Linked DNA regions of Gossypium hirsutum: regions 2 and 3 are each linked to region 1. A link is a contact called in public Hi-C data. All regions are on one chromosome and are shown on one strand. The core of a region is the stretch at or near the end of the contact, and the rest is flanking DNA. Distances in the headings are between cores, read along the strand shown. Region 1 holds the start of LOC107913098 (G-box-binding factor 1). Region 2 holds the start of LOC107957425 (homeobox-leucine zipper protein ATHB-40). Region 3 holds the start of LOC107957428 (NEDD8-conjugating enzyme Ubc12).

Region 1 (4,591 bases), core at 721-3,220:
TAGTAAACTTCATCAATGTGATCAACAGTGGAAAAATGAGACAAACCGTAAGATTTATGTACTATACAAACCTGCATCTGGCTTGACCAATCAGGATATGCAGGTGTCGTAGGCATTTCCTATAAGTTAAAAGTAGAAAAATCAGTAAAGTTCAACCACTTGCTAGTGATGAGAAAACATGAATAATATGGGCACATTATTCTTTTCTTTGGGTGGAGATAAGGCAAGGATGATATACCTGAGCTGAAGCAGTAGGTTTAGAATGGTTGGCAGGTGAGCTCTCTTCTTCTGTTCCCATAACCACTTTGGCAAACTTCTTAATTTCAGCAATTTTAAAATAAAATTTGATCGTCAATGACTTTTATGAAGCACCTGAGAATCCAAAACCAAGTAAACACGTATATCAGAGATGAGAGATCACAAGAAATTATCTACCAATGACACAACTAACAAGGAGGGGAAGAAAAATGGGAAACTATAACTAGCTATCAGCAACATGCAGAAACATCATTTATGAGCCCATCGAGCATAAATCTAAATAGATTTCAGACAGCATATTATCATGAATGGACTACAATGAGAAAAATAATCGAACCGGCCTCAATGCTCCGCAACATTGTAAACAACACTCACATGATCCAACAAAAGACAAAACTTACCCTAAAATATTGAAAACAACTTACAAACAGTTTCAGAATAACTTAAAAACCATTTAAAGAAAGCTAAAATCTAGAAATAAACTTGTTACTTTTTAAAGATCTTCTGTTATCTTGGTCACATCACTAGCAGCGAATAAATACAAAATGATACAAATTAGGTTGTTAATTTACTCTTCCATATAAACTAACTTAAAGACAAATCACACATTCTTGTCCTAACAAGTGAAGCACTCAGAGGAAAGCATCTTGTTTGTAGCTAATTTAGCCATATGCAAAATAGAGGTAGAGTATCAATCGTTTCCATAAAGGGACAACCTTGAAATATAAAGTAATCCTTTAATTCTAAGAATTTGTTAATTAACTCCAATTTGTTCCCTACAAAAAGAATAATCCGACTTTTTCAACAATTCCTATATTAAACAAAAAATTAGTAGGAAAAAGAAAAAGAAAAATCAGTAGAAATTGGCGGTATCTGTTTTAAATAGACCACAGCTAAGCTAATCAACAATTAGCCCTCTTAATTCTTCATGCAGATTGTAGTAAAAACCTAACGTTGACCAGCAATTGTCGTATTACAGCTGGAATCCATACACCTTCTCCACATGTTAGAAAAAAAAAGAAAGAAAGAAGAAAAGAACATACATTATCAGTGAATGGATTCTTAGTTCCTTACTGATGAATATGCTAAAGAACTGGGTTTTTTTTTTTTTCCAAAATAGTAAAAGCTAATTTTAATATTCAAGCTAAAACCACACGATTTCCCATAGGCATAACACAGCCAAAACTTAAAAGAAACAATATAAAGATAAAAGTTGAGAGAAGAACGTGTAAGTAATACTAATCCAACTGATAAATCAAAGTTCAAAAAAAAATGAGATAAGAGAAAAAGAAAGAAATCCTGAAACAAATTTATTAATGGCATAAAAGAACAGAAATAGAAGGAAAGAAATTTAGCTTCTAAACGCTTTTAAAATTACATATAAAAAACACAATATTAAAAAGAACAAATTTGAAGAAGAAGAAGAAGAAGAAAGAAGAAGAAAGAAAGACCAGACCTGCTTTCATGGCGTTGAAAAGGGAAGTAAGGAGGAAGTCCAAGTGGAAACACTTTAAATAAATAAATAAAAAGGGGAAATTACCAAGAGAAAGACATTTATTTATATAAACAATCTTTTCTTTTTTTATTTGCTTCTTATATTTCCTTATCCGACGGCTGCAAATAAAGAATAAAAGAATCGTACGAGAAATTGAAGTACAATGTTCTTTGTTTAGTTTGGAAGGAAAGAAAAAGAAAGAGAAGAGAAAGGGGGGTGTCAAGTTTTATAGCGAAACTACATCGTTTAGGTTTGAGCTTTTTTCTTTTTGCCCTTAAGGTTATTATCCGTATGGGCTTGTGTGGCTTCCACGTCACTGAAACATTATCCATTTATAATGCACCGCCTTTGACTTCATTCTTATTGGCTTTCAGGAATTTAGCCGTACTTGATGGGACATGGTTCCTGCTGGTTTCACCATTTAGCAGATGGAAATTGGTCCCTCTCTCAGCCGGAGTAAGCCCAACCACGCTTCCCATTCACGAAATTAGTACATCTCTTGAAACAAAAGACAAAACTTTGATAAAAGCTTTATGTATATTTAATTATATCTTTGACTGTTTCTGAGGTATATATAAAAAGCATTGATGTCCAATTGACAGTTCTGTGAAGTTTATGTTTACTGAAAGAAGGCATAAGCCATTCATGTACATTTTGTACCCAAAACATGATCAGCCATCATCCTGCCTGATCAATTCGATAAGCAATCATCGAAGCAGATGAAGAATGAGGTATAAGACTTCGATTTCTTCCCCTTGTCGTTACACTTGTTTGTAACATGCCCGGGATTGACCGACTCTTCCTCTGCATGGCTTCCGGAACGATCAATTTCCATTTGCTTAGGAGGTGTAGTCTCTGGTGGGCTACAGTTGCGGAGGAAGTTGGTAAGAGAGGCAGTGATTTCCTTAAATTCTGGTCGAATCTTCGGGTCCTCTGCCCAACAGGACTGCAGGAGAGACACAATCTCTGTTGGAAGACCTTCCACAGAAGGCCTTTCGTTCTGAAGATTGCAAAAGAGATATAGTTAGAAATTGTTAAAAAGTATTGACATGACAAATGAAAGTTCAGCTTGCCTTTGCCGCTGCATATGCCGCTGTTACATTATCCCTTCCCTTGAATGGAGCTTTATTCGTCAGTATCTCCCAAAGAACAATTGAGAAACTGTACACATCGACTTTGTGGTCATAGTGTTTCTTTGCTCCGATTGGGAGTGGATCTCTGCTGTATATCTAATTTGGATAAAAGAAACAAGTTAGACATTACCAGAACTAGGAAGATAAGCCACTACTAGATTAATTTAGAACCATTATAAGAAAAGCACCTCAGGAGCCATCCACCGGTAAGTACCGGCCTCACAAGTCATTCCACCCAATACTTCCTCTCTAGCTAGTCCAAAGTCAGCCAGCTTGATGCACGTTCTATCCTCGGCGAGAAGTAAATTGCCTGTCATGAGATTAAAGGATATATAAGAAACAGACTGTCTTCTGGCATAATATTTTCACTCAATTTTGAGGTGTTCGTCTATTGATGAGGTCAATCACAATAAAAAAGTACTGCAATGTCTAAATTCTTAGTATCAGCTTCTAAAGTCCTTAGGCATGTTAATGCATATCAGCGAAAACTTTCCGTTCCAGCACAATCTATACTTTGTTTGGTCACCTGACATTACTAGCACAGTCAGTTTATCATATCTGTTCAGGAAAACAATGAAATTTTGCTATATCTTAAGTCTTGGTCAGTGCAAGCAAGTGAAAGAATAAGCATATCATTAACTATTTACCAAATAGCAGCAACTAGAATATTGAGATGAGAATAGAATGAATTACTTGGCTTCAGATCACGATGAATAATGCCATTGGCATGCAGGTATTCCATAGCTCGGGAAATACCCAATGCAAGACGTAAAGCAAAATCCAGTTCAAGACGCTTGGGGCGCATGTTCCACAGATACCTCTGAAGTGTATCACCTTTCATGAGTTCAGTAACTATCATCATAGTCGGCTCCAGGGAACAGCCGACAAACTGCTTCAGCAAAACATATCTGAATTAGAAGGACAAGGTAATTTAATGCAAATATGAATGGCAGTTTCAGAGAATAATGTAAGTTAAAATAGCCACAAATATCAGAGTGCCGTATGAACATCTTCCATAGATGGCTATATCATTGACTTGCAGGGAGACAGTATTCTCAAACCAAATCCAACAACTTAGTTGCTTATGTAGCCTGTTAGCAGGTCAGCTAGTGAGGAGGATACGGCGATATACTAGCAAACCATAATACTAAAACTTAATCACGTGTTGCTGGCTGTTGGGAGCTTGAAATGGAAGAGAGTGAAGGTGAAAAGGTAAAATTAGACATACACTAAAAGAGGTAAAGAGTAGTTTTTAAAAACCTTTACAACATTTTCATGGTCCATCCTAGACAGCAGTAAAACCTCCCTCTGAAATTTCTCCTTATGCTCGCGAATTACAGCTGATGGATTACTTGGCTGAATCATCTTCACAGCAACAGGTTTGGATTTGTAGCTTGAACAAAATGAAGTAACCATCAGTGTCACGGATCCAAATTATTCGTTACCAGAAAATTGAAATTTATTGCAGCAGTATAGCCTTCTAGAACACCACATTAAGAGCAAGCATCCAACCAAATTTGCACAATGTTAAACATAATATTGCAGAATTAGTAAGCATGAGCACAAAGGTATTGTTTCGTAATCAGAAACAAATAAACTTTGCCTCTTTTCTCATGCATAACTGTTAAAATACAGGGCAATGAGGAATTCATTTACCACAGCATCCATAATAGAGAGGGTGCTTTAGCATGCAAACAATATCAAA
Region 2 (4,708 bases), core at 1,309-3,808, 170 kb after region 1:
TAATTGATTTGTGAAAACTAAAATTTTCATTATTAAGGTGTTGTTTGATAAATTTTTAAAAAAATTAAGTGTTGAATTTAAGTTATAAAATATATTTGGTATATTTCATGAAATTAAGTACAGAATATGATTAGACTGGTTAATTAATGTAATTTTTAAATTTTAAAAATAATTTAAAGGATAAAATAAAAAGAATTGAAAAAATACATTGAGTAAGAAGTAGTTTTATACTTTTTCATTAAAAAATTCTATAATTTGTTCTTGTATTATGGTTTATAAAACGTAGTTAACTGATATTTTTTTAGTTGATTTAATTTTTTTAATGAATTGTTAAACAAAACCTAAGAGAAGTTATTGTTCAGAAAATTAATAATTCAATTTTCTTTCAACCTCTACTAAAAAGACTGTAGAGGTTATGACCCCATTTGAGAGTTTGATTATAAACATAAATGTGTAATTCTTTACTACTATTATGGCTGAAAAGTGTTTTTAAAGAAAGTAATTTTTTAATATTAATTTCAAAAGTTTTTATTATATTTTATCTTTGATACAATGCTTAAAATTATTTACAGTTTCTCTTCGACCCTTAAATGCGCTTCCGCACATTCGAACTCACGTTCTCATACACTGATAATAATATTAATGTCAACCCAGTTAAGACTCAATCGGCTAGAGAAAGTAATTTTCAAAAGTATTGTGGAAAAGTGTTATTTGTTAATCATCGTTATAAAAAACTAGAGTGGAAGGTTAAAATGTTTATTTTAAATATGAGGTTGAAAATTAAAAAATAAATTAATTTAAATTATAAATTTTAAAAAATAATATAATGATACATTAAAGCGAAAGAGGAAAATACTGTTGGGGAGGATGAAAGAATAAAAGGAGGTGTTTCGATAATTTTACTATAAAACTTGAAAAGCCAAAAATTAAAATTTAGGTTTAAATGTCAAATACAGTATGCGGTAAAAAAGTGTTATTTAAAAAGAGATTTCTAAATTAATATGAATCTAAGTTGACATTACAACACTTAATATAACATTAGAACAGTAGTTAAGAAAAGAAATCAAGGATTAATTACAATGGATTTGGGGGTCTTAATTATCCATATCTACACACGCTAACTAGTGATATGATAATTACATAAAAAGATTCATCCACTCCATGCCAAGAACATAATTGTTTTCTCCAATATAGAAAACATCTTCATATCCAAATTCCCCATGGAAAACTGGGTCAATGGCTTCCATTGACAGTACAGATGAGCTTGTACTTTTGCTGGAAACCCCATCTACTCGTTCCGTCAGTTGCTGGATTTCCTTCTCCGCCTCGCTAAGTTGCTCCTTAAGCTTTACCACCTATAATTGTAACCAAAGAACAAATTTAAATTGAATGTAAAAGTGGGCTTAGCCAGTATGGTGTATGGAAGTGGACCCTCTGTTTTTCAACTACTTTCTGTTGTTCAATAAGGTGGCTGTTTGTTGTTCCTTGTCAATGTTTTCCCACTTTTTTTGTCCAAGAATATCGTTTCCCACTTTCACATAAACTTATGATCTCATTAACTGATATTTTTAATAGCTTAAACCCAACAACATAAGTACATGACTTCGAGCCCTGAGCTCGTGCATGTTCTGATATTGGTGGGTCACCATATCTTTTTTTATCAAAAGGATAAAGATCAAAGACGCTGCTACTTCCTTAATTAGTTTCATTTCCTTCCAACAAACGCCTCTTCGAGTTTGAATTATTTTTTTAATTATTTAATCTCTGAAAACATACATATTTTTCCCTGTTTGGTTCCTAAGAAACCACAAGGAAATATGTCTAAAAGAAAAACAAAGGGTTTACATTTAAACATCCAAATAAACTTAAAGTGTGATTAAAACCAGATTATAATTTGTTTTTTGCAAGTTAAAATGATTTCATTTGGGAAATAAAAGATATATGTATATTTACTTACCTCGGATTCAAGTCGGCATTTGTCGAGAACAACAGTTTCGTGAAGAGACTTGAGCTTGCTATACTCTTCCTCCAGCTTCTTGTTCTTCCAACGAGCTCTACGATTTTGGAACCAAACAGCAACCTGACGAGGGTCAAGTCCCAGCTCTGAAGCAATCCGGTCTTTCCTTTCTGACTCTAGTTTATGTTCGTTACCAAAATTAAGTTCAAGGAGAGTGACTTGTTCCTGGTTAAGCTTCCTTTTTTTAGCCACCGCCCACTGGCTGTTCTCCCCTCCCTTGTTCTTCTTCCGCCGCCGTCGGGGCTTCGGTTCCCCTGCTCAACCAAAAGCCTGGCTTAATTATAAAACAATGCAAGAATAAATATGTTTGTGGTTTTAAGTCCATGCCGCACTGATCATTACCTTGGTGTGTTGCAATTTGGGTGTAAAATCCAGGGTAGATTTGGGAGATAAGAGCAATATGATCTTCATGTTCATTCATTTGGCTTGTCATCATTTCATAATCTTGGCTCATTTTCTTTTTCTTTCTAGCTTTTCGAGTGTTTTCTTTTCTGGCTTTCTTAAATTGAGAAATGGGTGATACCTGAAAGAAGTAATGGATGAGTTAAGGAAGTGATGTGGTTTATTTATAGGGTTGAGAGTAGGACTAGTTAGCAGCTGTTTGTTTACCATAAGACCTTTGTTTCCAATATTGGACATCACGTTCTTATGAATAACAACAATGCCATTATAGTATTACAATTTGGTACACTAGTTTGAGACAAGAAGAAATACTGTCACATCTACACTGTATCATTGAACTAGTTTGGAAAATTCTGTCAACCAAATTTGCCATCTCCACGTCCAACAAGTGGATAAAGTTGGACAACAAAACCCTAAATTCCAAAAGTTCATCGTTTTCTTTTTCACTATATAATACATGGTTTGGTTAAAGTTTTAGGATTGAAATTTTTAAATGTGAAAATTTTAAGTATTAAATTTTTATTGTTAAATTTTATAAGTGTTGAATTTGTATTAGAAAATTATTTGAAAAATTCGTAAATATAAGTGCAGAATATAATTATATTGTTTGATAAAAATAAATATTAATTTTTAAAAGATTATTTATTTTTAATTTTAATCTTATTAATATAATATTTTATATTATTTTGGATAATTTTAGATGAAAGAAAAATACGATAATTTGAATTTCTTATTTAAAAATAATAATTTATTTTAATTTTTAATAAAATAAAATCAATTTAATATTTTCTACCTCAAGTGATAAGTAGCTACGTATCTCCTTACCTTATTCAATACTTTTTGGTTAAAATTTTATAGTAAGTAAAAATTAAAATGATTGCCAAATAAATTTAAAATATTAAATACTAAAAATTTTCTATAATTTATCAAATACACCTCTATGATATTCTTTCATATAAGTTCTGTGCATGAGATGAGGATCAATTTTTTTTTTCGTTGAAAGCTGTAAAAGAAATAATTATCCTGATTTTAATTTAAAACCTAACATAAATCATTCTCTTAATTGTGATCTCCTTAGACAAAACTAGGATTGGTAGGCTTTCCAAATTAAGTGATAAAGGGGTGATGGTGGTAAGCAAGCAAGTAATACATAATTTTGCAAGTTAACTAAAAGGGGTTTGGGGATCCCAAAGCTGGCCATTATTGAAGTCAATAAACAAAGTTGGTAAATTAGGTTTGGCCTCTGGATCTGGGCATTCTAGTCAGCCATTGTTGTCCAATTGGGAGTTATTTTCACTTATTTCCATGTGTCTGTAAAATGGTTATTACTATGAGCCAATACCCCATGACTACTTTTAACCATATCTCAATCGTGGCTCGAGAGACGAGTGAAAAACATAAAGAAAAGTTATGAAAATTTGGGATTAGTTAGGACTTTCATTAAGTATTATCATTTTCTTTTAAGGGAATTAAGAAATATTATTATTACAGATGCATCGGGGAAGTAGTCTTTTCTTTTTGAAAGAATATTAAGGTTGTTGGAGAAATCTCTTAAGGTCAGAACTAGAAGGGAGGATATGTCGTCATTGTTGACGTCTTGATTTTATATAAAATTAGAGTAATTACAGTGCATTTTTCATGTGAGGACAGTTTTGTTTCTAGTTTTTGATTGGATAATGTTTCCTACATTTCCATCATTTCACTCTTAAGATAAACTTTTCCACTATTGGATTTTAAGCCAAAAGGATAGGGGATTGGGTTATGATTTTATAACTAATAAACAAAGTAAATGAGGTGGAAGAGCTGCTTAAAACAACATAACTTTTTTTATTATTATTTCTGATATCCACAATTTTGTAATTGAAAAATGAAATCCATTGATAAAGTGTTAAATTGATGTGACAAAATTATAATTTACTTAAACCCCACAATTTAACTATTCATATATATTATGTTTAGGTCCAAATTTCGACTGAAATTATGATTCACTTGGATTGTTAATCACCCTTTGGATTTAATTGGTCTTTCATGTGGTTTTGATGACAACAAAACTTGTACACTAATTTACGTGTACTCATGGTTAGTTCACTTGACTGATGCTTTGGGGGAATATTGGAGTGGAGACAAGGACACGAGTCACTACCCACTTTGTCTGTGTCTTTGGAAAAAGTCTCGTATGTATACTTCATAAAGAGATTGATTTTTTCATGTCGTGAATATAATATATTAATGTGAAACAGATAAGGTGGAGCTCCACCCATAAGTTTCATGAAGGCACTTGAGGGAACA
Region 3 (4,948 bases), core at 848-3,347, 230 kb after region 1:
TGTTCAACAAGCACCTCAATCCTTGCACTCAAAGCAAAAACAGGCTAAAGAAAGAAACAAAGAGAGGTATTCATTTTCAGAAAGAGAGAGAGAGAGAGATGTCACACAATATGCAAGTGCATGAAATTCGGTCTATTGTCTCTATCCTAGTTCCACATTGAGATTATATGCCACAGATTCTTACAACAGCATTGGGAAAAGCTAGAGTGAAACATTGTTGGAATTTTTATCTGGTTGGTCTTGCAGGAAAAGTGAGAAAATCAAAGCAGACAATAGAGGGCAATTTGCAGGTAAATTATACAACCCATGGAAGCTCAAGTGTTTATGACGTGCATTTGCGCATTCAGCGACCTTGCTAAAGCTAGACACACCGTGGGAAAAAGGTTTGCCCAACATACCCGCCAGACATTGCCCTCCTCACATTGGATTCAAACATCTTTGGATTATCCCTCAACACTGCAGCAGCTTCATGATTGAGGGGATCCTCATAATTCGGTTCCTGCACACAAAATTCAAAGATTCAGATATCAGATGGCAGCAAATCCATAGAATTATGGCTATAAATATACTAGGCATTACCGTGAAAAGATGATATAAACCATAGATTATAGTGTTTATATTGAGCACCGGTTTCCAATCTTCACGTAAGATGTTAAGGCAAACATTTCCTTCCAAATCAATATTTGGATGGTAGACCTGGATATTCGAGTGCAACATGATACAAGCCAGGTTATAACCAAAAGCATGCGAGACCACAGCATGAATTTAGAAAACAAACATAAAAACAAGGTAAGCCAGACTACCTTGGTCTTGCACTTAACTTTGGGTGCCTCATGCGGATAGACGGGAGAAACTTGAAAGGAGAATAAAAATGTGCCACAGCTGTAACAGCAGCAGCCAATCAGTTTTATACTTGTTATAGCATTATTAATATAAGAAGATGAACGTAAAAAAACTCTTATAAGCATGTCATGTCTTCTCCAATAAACAAAAACTTTAACCAAAAAATTTGTGCTAGAGAGCAAAAGAAAACTTGTGTTAAAATAAGAGGCATGAAAGAAATTCCTTACAAATAATATCCTTCATCGGGTCGAATTGAAACCTCAAAATTCATCAGGTTATCCTTTCCATTTGGAAATGTTATAGCACAAGATTTGGGTAAGTTAAGCTCAGAAATATCTACACGTAGAAAGACAAAATAAAACATGAGAATCACACTTGGATCAAACACCAGATGCTCTTGAGCCAATAGATTCAGTGCTAGAACAACATATAGTTGAATAGATCAGTAAAGCTGAAGAATATCAGCAATAACACACCAAAAGCACCAAATCATAAAAAATAATGAATCTTTATCATAGAACTAAAGGAAATTTAAACAACTCAATCCCATTAAATATGTGAAGCAAACCTTTGTGCAAACGCAACTCTCCTGGACTTTGCTTTTTGGTAGGAGCTCCCCCATTTGCATTTTCAGCAAGTTCTCTCTGCTTTTCCTTTACTTTAAACAGCCGAATCATAACTCCTACATATATATTAAAATTTAAAGTGAACCGATTCATTTCCATAGCCTTAATATCAAATTCCGGTTACCGCAGCAAAGCAATATCCATTCAAAATCTAAAGATTCAAAATCAAAGCATTAAAACAAAAACACTTGGTTCTTAACAAACCCTAACTGAAAAATCTAGCCTTTATTATCAAATTCGATTTCCATACTTTTGAGCTGTTGACGATCAGAATCCGTTTTCTTTTAATAAGATCACTCATTTACCTGATCCGAAGCTATTTAAGTAGACTAATTTAAAACTACTTCAAAAAACAAAAGAAGTGCCTCTTTTTTTTCCCCATCTTTGCAATAATAGAATTTGAACAAAAAAAAGAGATTCAAAATGAAATTAATTCTAACAGATCATAATTCAAGATACAACTAGTTGCAAAAATAGAAGAGATCGTTAAAGAAAAGAGAAAATGAATCTAACAAAAGACTTAAGTAATCAACGCCGATTAAAAGAGCAAGTGAGAAAAAAAGAAAAGAAAAGGTAGTGTGTTGGATTTATGAGATTGTAACAAACCTGTTGGAGGAAAAGGCGAAGAAAGAAAGAAGGAACTAAGGGATCTTTATTGTTTTAAAGAAAAAAGCAGAAACTAAGGGGAAATTGATGAAGAGAAGGGACAAAAGGAGGGGGATTTGGATATCGATGCCTGAAGGGAAAGTAAAGGAAAGAGAGAGAAAGGAAATGACACGAAAGCTGGAGTGGAGGATGGACCCACTTGTTTTGGGTTTTTCTTTGGTGAAAAACTAGAGTCTGCAGTTTTGCGGCCTTATATTTGTAATCAAACCAAAACATTCAACGACATTTCACCGAGATAGTTTTAGGCCAATTTTTCATTGTTTTTGAAGAATGTTTTTAAAGAGTGTTGTGCAAAAAGTAGTTTTTGAGGAGAAATTTTAAAAAATTTAGTTTAAAATTTGAGTGTTTAATATTATTGTCAAAAAATATTTTTGAGAAATAAAATGTCCATTTTAAACATGTTATTATCAAGTAACAAATATGCATTTAAATAATATTTAAATTAGTTAATATTATTATATTTTAGTAATAATATAAAAAAATTATTATAACTTGTTGTTAATATTTTATATATGAAATATAAATTGTAAAAATTTTTAAGTAATAAATATTAATTATTTATAAAATTTAATTAGAATATATAAACTATATTTTAAATATTTAACTATAACCATTAAATATTTATAATTAGTATTTTAAAAATATTTTTTATTTTTAATTAATGATTTTAATACAATTGTAATTAAGCACCAAGAAAAAAAATACTATGTTATTAGAGGGGTGAAAAAGTAATTAAGCATCGAAAGTGCTTTTGGGAGAAGAAAAGCTAAAATTTTAGCTTCTTATTTTCAGCTACTTTTCAGAAGTATTTTTAAAAAAACACTTCTGAAAAGCTAAAAATTTTTGTCAAAAGCAGCTTGTTATTCATAGATTTTCTTTTAAAAGTACATTTGGAGTCATAAGTTTTTTTTAAGCAATGAAGAACTGGCCTTTAACACTCACTTGCATTTATTGTTGTCATTTTAATTTGAGAATGGGTATGCTACCAATTGTCGAGGAGGAGATCACTTGCCACTGATCAAATCATAAATTATCATTGTCGTGCTCGCTTTATAAGCCTAAGAGTTGAAGGCTGCGTCACAATCTAGCTTGAGATATCCAGGGGAGTTAGAGCAAGCCCCCCTGAACTCGGTGGAACCATGAAAACATCATTCCCAAAATGGATTGTATCCTTTGCTACTCCTTCCCATGTTTACTAATAATTCCATGATATAAAGTTTTGCCCAAGGGAAGAATTTGATACGAAAAGGAAGGGAGAGGGGGGAGGGGAGAGCAATGGTGGTGGGAGGGAGCTAAGAGGGACGGGGGGAGAAATTTTGTTTTTTATTTTTAATATTAATATTCAGATTTTCTATTTTTTTTTTCATTTCAATTCTAAAAAAAACGGGTAAAGTCAAATAATGTTTACGTAGAGTTAATCGAGTAACAGTAATTAAGTTTAAATACTACATTTAACCAAAAAAAAAAAAAGGTTCAAGTGAACACATATATAATTTAGAAGGTAAATAAAGGATGAGAGGATTCCTTGAGTGGTACTATTTTAGGAAATAAATTACCATATACAATCAATCATGTCATTTACATATAAAAACTTTACTGGTTCTACTTTTATTTTTTTTAAATTAAAAATAATTACATTTATTTTTAATTATTATTTACCTTAAATATATAAAATCAATATGATATGAAAACAATGACTATTCCATGACCATAATTTTAGTATTTAATTTGAAATAATATATGAATATTTATCAATTTAAATAAAATTATAAACCATATAATGCTAAGAATTTAAAAACAAAACAAAATTTTAATATCTTAAATTTGGAAATAAAGAATGCATAAAATAAATACTAAAAAAACTTATAGGAACGGTCTTGTTATTGGCATGAAATATCTTAAATTTGTGTTATGTGAAAAAAATAATTTAACAACTGTTATGTCAATACTCGATATTATTTAGTATTTTTATTTGATTTTAATAGAATTAAAAAGAGAAATTTTAAAATTATATATGAATTTTGATTAAATGTATAATGTTACATAAATTTTTATTTTACGTAATTTTATACATGAATTTTTTTTTCAGCTTTCACAAATTAATGACAAAATCATTTATATAGAACCATTTTACATTTATATACCACATACACAAATAATTATTTTTATCTAATATATAAATAAATTAATGTATTTATTTCTTTAAACGCATAGAGTTCAATCAAAATTAAATTTTCATTATACGTTTAAATCACAATCAAAATTTCATGTCTATGATTACACAAAAGTTTATGCATCAAAATTACACAATAAATCAAAATTTATGTGTAATTTTAAAATTTATCCCTAAAATTAAATACTTATATCTCTTTCAATCAATTTTAATTTGATTTGATCATGACTAATTATAATTAATTTTAATAATTTAGATTTCTCTCAATTAATTTAAATATTTTTCTATAAAAAAATAATATACTTCTCTTCAATATACATATTAACATAATAAATAATAGTTTATTAACAATTTTTAATAATTTCATTTAACTCTTTTTTGCTAACTATTTATGGAGAAATATATTTTTTTATTCTTCCAATAATTCAAAAAACAAAAAAATAGATTGATTTGTTAGTTGATTCCAATATATTTAATACAAAACTTTTTAAAAGGTAATTCTTTAATGTTTGTGGCTAAGCTTATTCAAAAGACAAAAATCTTGAAAATTTGTTATGCAAGCTATAATTAGAGGTGTTTATACGCTAAATAAAATTCAACTTAAATATAATATTAATATATTTTATATTTGTCTAAGTTC

The links. Hi-C and Micro-C count contacts between places; a contact is called where the count stands out from the background.
Region 2: a contact with region 1 is called in a Hi-C map of leaf, with 4 times the contacts expected there. The contact joins the promoter of LOC107957425 here to the promoter of LOC107913098 in region 1. A contact is called at or near these places in 13 of 34 Hi-C or Micro-C datasets (anther, callus, fibers and 3 more).
Region 3: a Hi-C map of leaf shows a contact between it and region 1, with 3 times the contacts expected there. The contact joins the promoter of LOC107957428 here to the promoter of LOC107913098 in region 1. A contact is called at or near these places in 4 of 34 Hi-C or Micro-C datasets (leaf and petal).

What each region holds. Positions count from the first base shown.
Region 1 is chrD11:22,731,439-22,736,029 of Gossypium_hirsutum_v2.1, forward strand. It overlaps LOC107913098 (G-box-binding factor 1), which reads right to left and starts at 1,971. Exons shown (of 12, transcript XM_016841548.2): 1 at 1,715-1,971; 2 at 239-372; 3 at 72-119. The coding sequence starts at 298. It overlaps LOC107913099 (serine/threonine/tyrosine-protein kinase HT1), which reads right to left. Exons shown (of 6, transcript XM_016841551.2): 2 at 4,147-4,279; 3 at 3,580-3,775; 4 at 3,075-3,196; 5 at 2,827-2,982; 6 at 2,272-2,753. The coding sequence ends at 2,445.
Region 2 is chrD11:22,902,890-22,907,597 of Gossypium_hirsutum_v2.1, forward strand. It overlaps LOC107957425 (homeobox-leucine zipper protein ATHB-40), which reads right to left and starts at 2,559. Exons shown (of 3, transcript XM_016892943.2): 1 at 2,360-2,559; 2 at 1,958-2,271; 3 at 997-1,355. The coding sequence starts at 2,471. The coding sequence ends at 1,137.
Region 3 is chrD11:22,965,128-22,970,075 of Gossypium_hirsutum_v2.1, forward strand. It overlaps LOC107957428 (NEDD8-conjugating enzyme Ubc12), which reads right to left and starts at 2,098. Exons shown (of 6, transcript XM_016892947.2): 1 at 2,076-2,098; 2 at 1,412-1,525; 3 at 1,071-1,179; 4 at 804-882; 5 at 580-696; 6 at 54-499. The coding sequence starts at 1,520. The coding sequence ends at 362.